Linked DNA regions of Mus musculus: region 1 is linked to region 2. A link is a contact called in public promoter capture Hi-C data. All regions are on one chromosome and are shown on one strand. Each heading gives the region's core, a stretch centred on a gene start, on an enhancer-like site or on the middle of the called end of the contact. The rest is flanking DNA. Distances are from core to core; before and after follow the strand shown.

The links. Promoter capture Hi-C pulls out the DNA fragments that hold promoters and counts their contacts.
Region 1: a contact with region 2 is called in a promoter capture Hi-C map of the HPC-7 cell line. The contact joins the promoter of Mospd1 here to the promoter of Wdr45 in region 2. A contact is called at or near these places in 3 of 39 promoter capture datasets (the HPC-7 cell line, cranial neural crest and pre-B cells).

What each region holds. Positions count from the first base shown.
Region 1 is chrX:53,368,669-53,372,190 of GRCm38.p6, reverse strand. Mospd1 (motile sperm domain containing 1) reads left to right here and starts at 1,632. Exons shown (of 6, transcript NM_001290514.1): 1 at 1,632-1,769.
Region 2 is chrX:7,720,133-7,723,642 of GRCm38.p6, reverse strand. Wdr45 (WD repeat domain 45) reads right to left here and starts at 1,423. Exons shown (of 11, transcript NM_001290792.1): 1 at 1,265-1,423.

The DNA.
Region 1 (3,522 bases), core at 383-2,882, about 46 Mb before region 2:
GGCATTTCCTCAACTGAAGCTCCTTCCTCTGTGATAACTCCAGCTGTGTCAAGTTGACACAAAACTAGCCAGTACATATACGAATGTATTGTAGAAGGGGCACGATGCTGGAAGCAATGGCCTCTTCTGAGGGAATAGGACATGGTTACCTATATCAGGAAGAATTGCAAAACAGAATTAGCAGTGTTCTTTGCTAGTAGAATAGGGGTCAACAGTTTTTATGAAAGCGTCTGGTGGATTTAGTGGTACATGCCTGTAATCCCAGCATGATAGGAGGATCACTGCAAGTTAGAACCATCTTGGCCTCCATAACGTGTGTCAGACCAGCTAGCGCTATAGTCAGGCCACGTTTCAGACAAACAAATAAGACATGTCGTTCTTATGGAAGATTCTGAAAGGTTAGTTGGGAAAGTGACATTTCCCCTGGATCCTGAAAGATAGGTGTTCAAAAGACAGATAAGAGCATTGCACAAAGTCTGTGAGTAAAGGTCTCAGAGCCTAGGGCCCAAGTGATATCTACTGTTATAGACCCATTGATTAAGAGTAATGAGGAAGGTTTTGGGTCTTATACTTGTGCAGAGGGTACCCTTGGACCGTATTGTTCCTTTTTGAACATAATTAAGTTTGAATTTTGAAGTGTTTTCCATTTCATTTACTTTTCTTTTTTGAGACAGGGTTTCTCTATCCTGGCTGTCTTGTGTCCAGCACACTGGGTCTTGCTAGGTAGGCCAGGCTGCTGAGATATGAAGTCCTTGGGGTCTTTGGGACTTTGCCCCTTTGGTGCTTGACTTAACAGTTGTCCATTGTTCCTAGCCGAAAAGTCTTTTCTCTCTCATTTGTTGTTTGCTTGGTGTTGAGATGGGGTCTCATATATAAGCAGGCTGGCCTCAGTCTCAAAGATCTACTGCTTCCCCTTCTAAGTGCTAGGATTAAAGCCCTGTAGCAGCATACCTGCCTGAAAGACTCTAAGAATAGAGTACAGACCTGAGAATAGAGATTTCCCCTTTAAAAGTCAATTGTTATTTTGTAACTCAAATTTGTCTTAACTCAGGATCCTCCTGCCTCAGCCTTTGAATACTGGGATTATAGTCTTGTTCTACCATGCCAGGCTTGAAAAGCTTTAAGTAGAACAGCAGGGTCACCTATACCTTAGACTGAGCCAACTGGATTGCTGTCTGGGCAATAGTTTAGACAAAGTAACAGTAGAAAGAATGAATCCAAATAGGAAGCTACTGTAGCAGCATGAACAAATCCTGAACAGTCTGCTTTGCGCCGATGATAGAGTGGAGAAAGAGAGCTAGTGCTTAATACAGAGTCTCAGAGGAAGAGTCACAAGCCTTGGGTATTCATTGTATGGAATGCATTCTGAGTTGGGGAGAGGAGTGAATGAGGCAGACGTCAAAGGTCACCACCAAATGAGTGCAAAGAGATTGCACTCAGAGAAAGCCTCTAATCCTCTGGGGGCGGGTGAGGGGGGCGGAGGAAAAGGAGGGGCGGCCAGAGGACAAAGGAAGTAGTTTGAAGCATAGAGAAGGAAGAAACCCCAGAAGCCAGGTGGCAACACAGAAGCCCCGCCCCCGGCTAGACCCCGCCCCGGGCCCGCCTTTCCTTCCTCTTCTCACCCACCCCCCAGTTGCGACTCATCCTCCTGGGCGGGGAGAGGTGGCAGTCGAGTCCTCCCATATCCCAGCAGGCAGTGCAGTCTGGAGACTCTGACAAAGGAGCAGGGAGCAGTCGCAGCTGCTTTCCGAGGAGCCAGTGTTGCTGAGGTGAGAGTCCCTCAATGTCCCGTCACCCACTTTCTCTGACTTGCGGGGAAGACATGGAACTTACATGGCTGAGACCTCCCCCTCCGGTGTAGACAATGCCAGTACCCGTAGCCAGAGCTTGGCTCTGTGACTGACAGCAGGGCTGTTCAGTGCCGGGCTAAGGTGGGTGGCGGGGACCGGGCAGCGGGTCCACCGTTCTTGGACTGTTGGTGGCCCTTCTGCAGGGTCTCCAGGGCCAGCAGAGTTGTGTAGCTACCCCTGCCTAGACGAAGGCAGCCTCCGAAACCTCCCGCTGCCTGCCCGACAAGAGTTCAGTTGCCTTGGGGATGCAGCTCTAGGGACAACTCTTTGGCGGACATTGCCTGGAGGGCTGTGGGAGGGAAGTCAGTCGACTACCTAGTTTGGGATGACCCTGTCCTCGCCCTTCCTGCAGTTCAGCCGTTCCCCCCCGCGAGCAACTGGACGGAAACGGGGCGGGGGGCGACCGGAGCCAGGCGTCCCAGGATGGCTTTGCCTGAAGGGGCATGAAGGAAAGTAGAGAGACTGGGAGGGAGGGTGGTTGGTGGTCGAAGCAAGTATCTTCTTGGAATTACATAGGGGAGAAAGGAGGTAAGTGGCCTGTATCCTTACCCCTCCCTGGACCTCTGCACAGATCCTGATGGTTGCACCAGCTGCTCAGCTGTAAACAGGCTCACATGACCAGTTTCACATGGAGCCGGGTAGTGTGGAGATAGGGCTGTAAAGGCTGGGCCCCAAGCAGGTGGGGCTGGTCTTAGGCAGGAAGGTTTTAGCCCCTCCCTAGACCTCAGCCCTTAATCTTCTGCTGTTTCCCTCTGGGGAAAGTAACTGACATTTGTCTTTCTCTCACTGAAGTAGCATTGCTGTGCTAGTAGAATGGAAGGAAAGTTCACTTGGGAAAGCCACAGGGCAAGTAAGAAGTGCAAAGGGTCCTAGTATTTTGTCCTTTAAGGACATTTTAAGAGAAAGTAACCCTGAAAAAAAGTTCAAGTTCCTAAATTTTGCCTAAAAGGCAGTCCTGTTCTATTGGAACACTTTTTGTTTTTAATGTGAATTCCAGACAGGAGAAAGTCTACTCTTTTCGGGAAAGGCACACATGGGATTTAATACATTCTTAGTGACGAAAATCTTGTCCACACTTCCTGTAAGTATTAGGAAAGCTCTTTGTGTATAAAATACTACAGTCAGGAAATTGAGTAAGGAGTAGACAGCCAGCTTTTCAATTACACGTATATTTCATATATTTGGTATAGATCGGTGGTAAGTTTGGAGAACAGGAAACATGGCCAAATGTGTCTTTAAAATTTTTCAGTCCGTATTCTCAAACAGGATGTGAGATTAAACTGGTTTTTGAGGGATATGTAGAACTCACAGTGCAATAGAGGTTTCCTGCCGTGCCAGGACACTTGAAATTTTCGAATTTTTCAAATTTAAAGGGGGTTTTGGTAGACCCCCTTTACATGTAGTACACACTTGAGTGTAATGTGCAATATTCTATAGTAGAGTACTAATAGGCAAAGGCATGTTTAGTCTCAGATATTTTATATTTTTTCTCATAGAGGATTTACATGCAAATTCACCATCTGAAAACATAAAACAAACTACAAAAGCCATCCCATTCCTTCCTTAAGCCTAATAAAGACACTCACTGGGCTGAATGTATTGGCATAGCCCTTTAATTCCAGTACTCAGGTGGCAGAAGTAGGAAGGTGAATTTCTGTGAGTTCTAGGCTAG
Region 2 (3,510 bases), core at 174-2,673:
ACTTCCTGAGGGATGGGATTATAGGCGTATGCCACCACGCCTGGCTTCCTCCCCATTTTGATACTTTTCTTTGCCAGACTGTAAAAAACAAAAACAAGTGGAGGATACCTCAGAGTATCTGTTTAAACCAAGACCACAGGCAGAACGTATCCCGGCCCATAATGACAAAAAGCCTCATAACAGGCACAAACACCAAGCATGGGGTAATGGGGTAGGGAATATCCCATGGTACCTCCTCCCCCCTCCCAGCCATTCTTAGCTCTAATGTTTGATATGACCTCAAACCTCTCTACAAGCTATTCATCTGCACACCGGCACCCAACTCCACCTGTCAATAAATAGTGGAACAAAAGCTAAGGTTTCAAAAAAAAAAAAAAAAAAAACAAAAAAAAAAAAAAAAAGCTAAGGTTTCCTGCATCTTCACTGCCGTGAATGGCCCATCACCCACAGAACTGCCCTCCTCAAGCCCTTCTAACTTTACCTGGAGGCTTATTCGCCTCCAGGGTATCTCATTTACATCCTCCCATGCAGCATACTTTCCCCAAACCCTTCTCTCATATGACCAACTCTCAAGGCAAAGGCAAGCCTGAGAACCCCCTCCACTCCCTCTACTTAAGTCCTAAAGACCAATCCACACCCTACCCCACACCCGAGGCATTACTCTGACATTCCAAATTCTTCACATGTGACACATTCCATTCCCTATACTGTCTACCCACGACCCCTAAGCTTACACAATGTTACTCATGAGTCCCCTCCCCCTAAAATTTGTCCCTTTTGTCTCCATGCTATCTCTTGAAGGTTCTGCCCTAGGGCACGCTAGCCCCACCCCCTCCCAAAAAAAAAACCCATATCCTGCCTAGGAAAACCTCAACCTACCAATGCTGCTGCTGCTGCTGCTCTGACTCCCTCCCCTAAACATTCCTGCCCTAAAAACCTCGTCCTTTTTTCAAATCCCATCTCTTCCAAGACCTCTCTTCAGGCACACCTATCAGCTAAGATCGCAAATCTACTTTTCTCGCGTAAAACTTGGGTCTTGCTTCTACATGAGCCATACTCTGGAGAGCACTAGCTTCCAAGAGCCCTTTTTAAATCTATGCTCCAAATGCCCACACTAACGAAGAACCCTAATTGAAACGCCTCACCCTCTCCCAAAAGCCATGATCCTTTCCAAGACAGCACCGACTCAAGCCCCCATATCCCCAGCCATCCATCACCTGTCAAGACCTCTAGTAGAAACACCCAACCCATGACCGTGACCAACCCTTGGATCTTGCTCCAGATGCGCGTCACCTCTGCCGACTTGATCACCCCTCCCCGACCCCTGCCCTAGCCGTTGGTGCCGCCTGCGGCACAAATTTCTGACCTCCCGGGCTTTGGTGCCCAGCTCTGCTGTTTACATCAGGTCTTACTTCCGGAGGAGGGAGTCTGTGAACGGAAGTGACTCATTCTGGGCAGAGACTCCAGCCAGGGCTCTTCTCACCCACTTGGCGGACCTGTGGAGCATCCCGAGCAGTAGTAGAGTCCTCCGAGGGAAGTTCCGGAAAAAGAATGAGGGCGGATTAGGGGACTGGAGGCACAAAAGACTGCCCAAAGGCAGGACTGTCTAAGGGAACCCGGGAAAGGGCTTGCCCCCACCCCCAAACGGAAGCGGGCCAAGCATTGAACTCGTTAACTCACGGAGAGATAGAGGGGCAAACCTCCCAGGCTAACGAGTTCTCCGAGTTGGGCTAGAGTGGCTATCAATGTTTGTTTACCTTGTGGCTCTGGGTGCTCCTGGCTGGAATAAAAGATCTTGAAAGTTGAGATCAGCTTGAGTAGGGGAAAGATAAGAGTGGAATTTTACTTTCTTTTCCCCACCCTATTCCTAGCTCTTTACAAAAAGATCCTTTGTTACCGTAAAATGTGAGTGCTCCGGGCGTGATTGCTCACACACCTGTAGTGCTAGTAGTTGGCGAGGGACAGTCGAGGTTGTCTTGGGCTACATGAGGTCCTGTCTTTTTTAACAAAAGCTACAAACAGAGAATGCTTACATGGAAACACAAAAGGCCCCAAATTGCACACTGGAAATATTAGAGTGTTGAGATAAGTGCAATATGCACGACAGTTGTGAGAAATAATAAACGAGTTAGTACTGGCTGTTGAAACAGGATCGGAGGGTTTGTGCCATCCTGAGTTACAAAAAAAAGTCAATAAAAGGGAAAGAAGAATGGGGAACTACCTTGCATTTACCATAATCAGAGCCATAATAGTTAACACTCTGCTTCTGTCTTTACTTATTTTAATTTTTATGTTTTTTTTTATTTTTTTCGAGACAGGGTTTCTCTGTATAGCCCTGGCTGTCCTGGAACTCACTCTGTAGACCAGGCTGGCCTCAAACTCAGAAATCCACCTGCCTCAGCCTCCCAAGTGCTGGGATTAAAGGTGTGCGCCACCACAGCCTGGCCTAAAGACCTTTAGTCTTAATCACCCCTTCCTTTCTATAGTCCCTCCTCTATACTGACCTCCATACTTAATCCTTCTGTTGTAGTTTCCCCTGTTATCCCTTTATATGATTCTATTCTATATCCCATATCCTTAGAAGATTCCCTCCTCCCGGCTACTGTACCATTCTTTAGCTGTGCATCCACAGGCAAGTTGCTGAATCCCACTGAGCCCTGGCTTCCTTACCTATCAAATGTGTTAAACAATAATCACAGCCAACACTCCCTTTCTTTGACTGTTTCCATTTCTCTGTGTGTGTGTATACATGTGGTGCATGTGTGTGTATGTATCATTTTGCATGTGTGTGTAGGCACACATGCATGAGTATGTATACATGTGGGGGCCCAGTGTTGACATTGGGAACCATTCTCAGTCACCCTTGTATTTTGTTCATTGAGGTGAAGGCTTTATTAATGAAAGGAGAAGTATCAGCTCAGGACCCAAGACCAAGTTCTCAGCAAAAAAGATTTATTTATCCCAGAGGGGCAGAGGGCAGGGAATAAGAGACAAAGACAAGAGATAGAGGAGGGAGGAGCAGGGGAAATGGACCAAGGAGAAAGCCAGACAGGCGTTGCATATAGGAAAAAGGAGGTCTATAAAGGTAAAAGGGGAAACCCCATGTTAGGATGAGGTGTTTCATTTTAACTGGGCCTGTTAATTAGGGGAGCCAAAGGGCCACTTTTGATTGCTGGATTTCAACAGTTGATAGCTTGACCTTGTTAATCAGCATCAGGAGGAGGAAGTGGATAAGTAAGGAATAGACCTTGGGGACTAGCTTTAGGAATGGAATCTAATGGTTTTTAGCAAGGAAGAGGGAATGAGAAGGGCAAGGCCTGCCAGAGCCAGGTTGGCCATGCTCAAGCTGGCCAGAGTCCCTCCAATTAACATGTAATCTTCTGTTTAACCTCATCTTTTCTTTCTTTCTTTCTTTCTTTCTTTCTTTCTTTCTTTCTTTCTTTCTTTCTTTCTTTCTTCTTGTTTGTTTTTTGAGACAGGGTTTCTCTGTATAGCCCTGGCTGTCCTGGA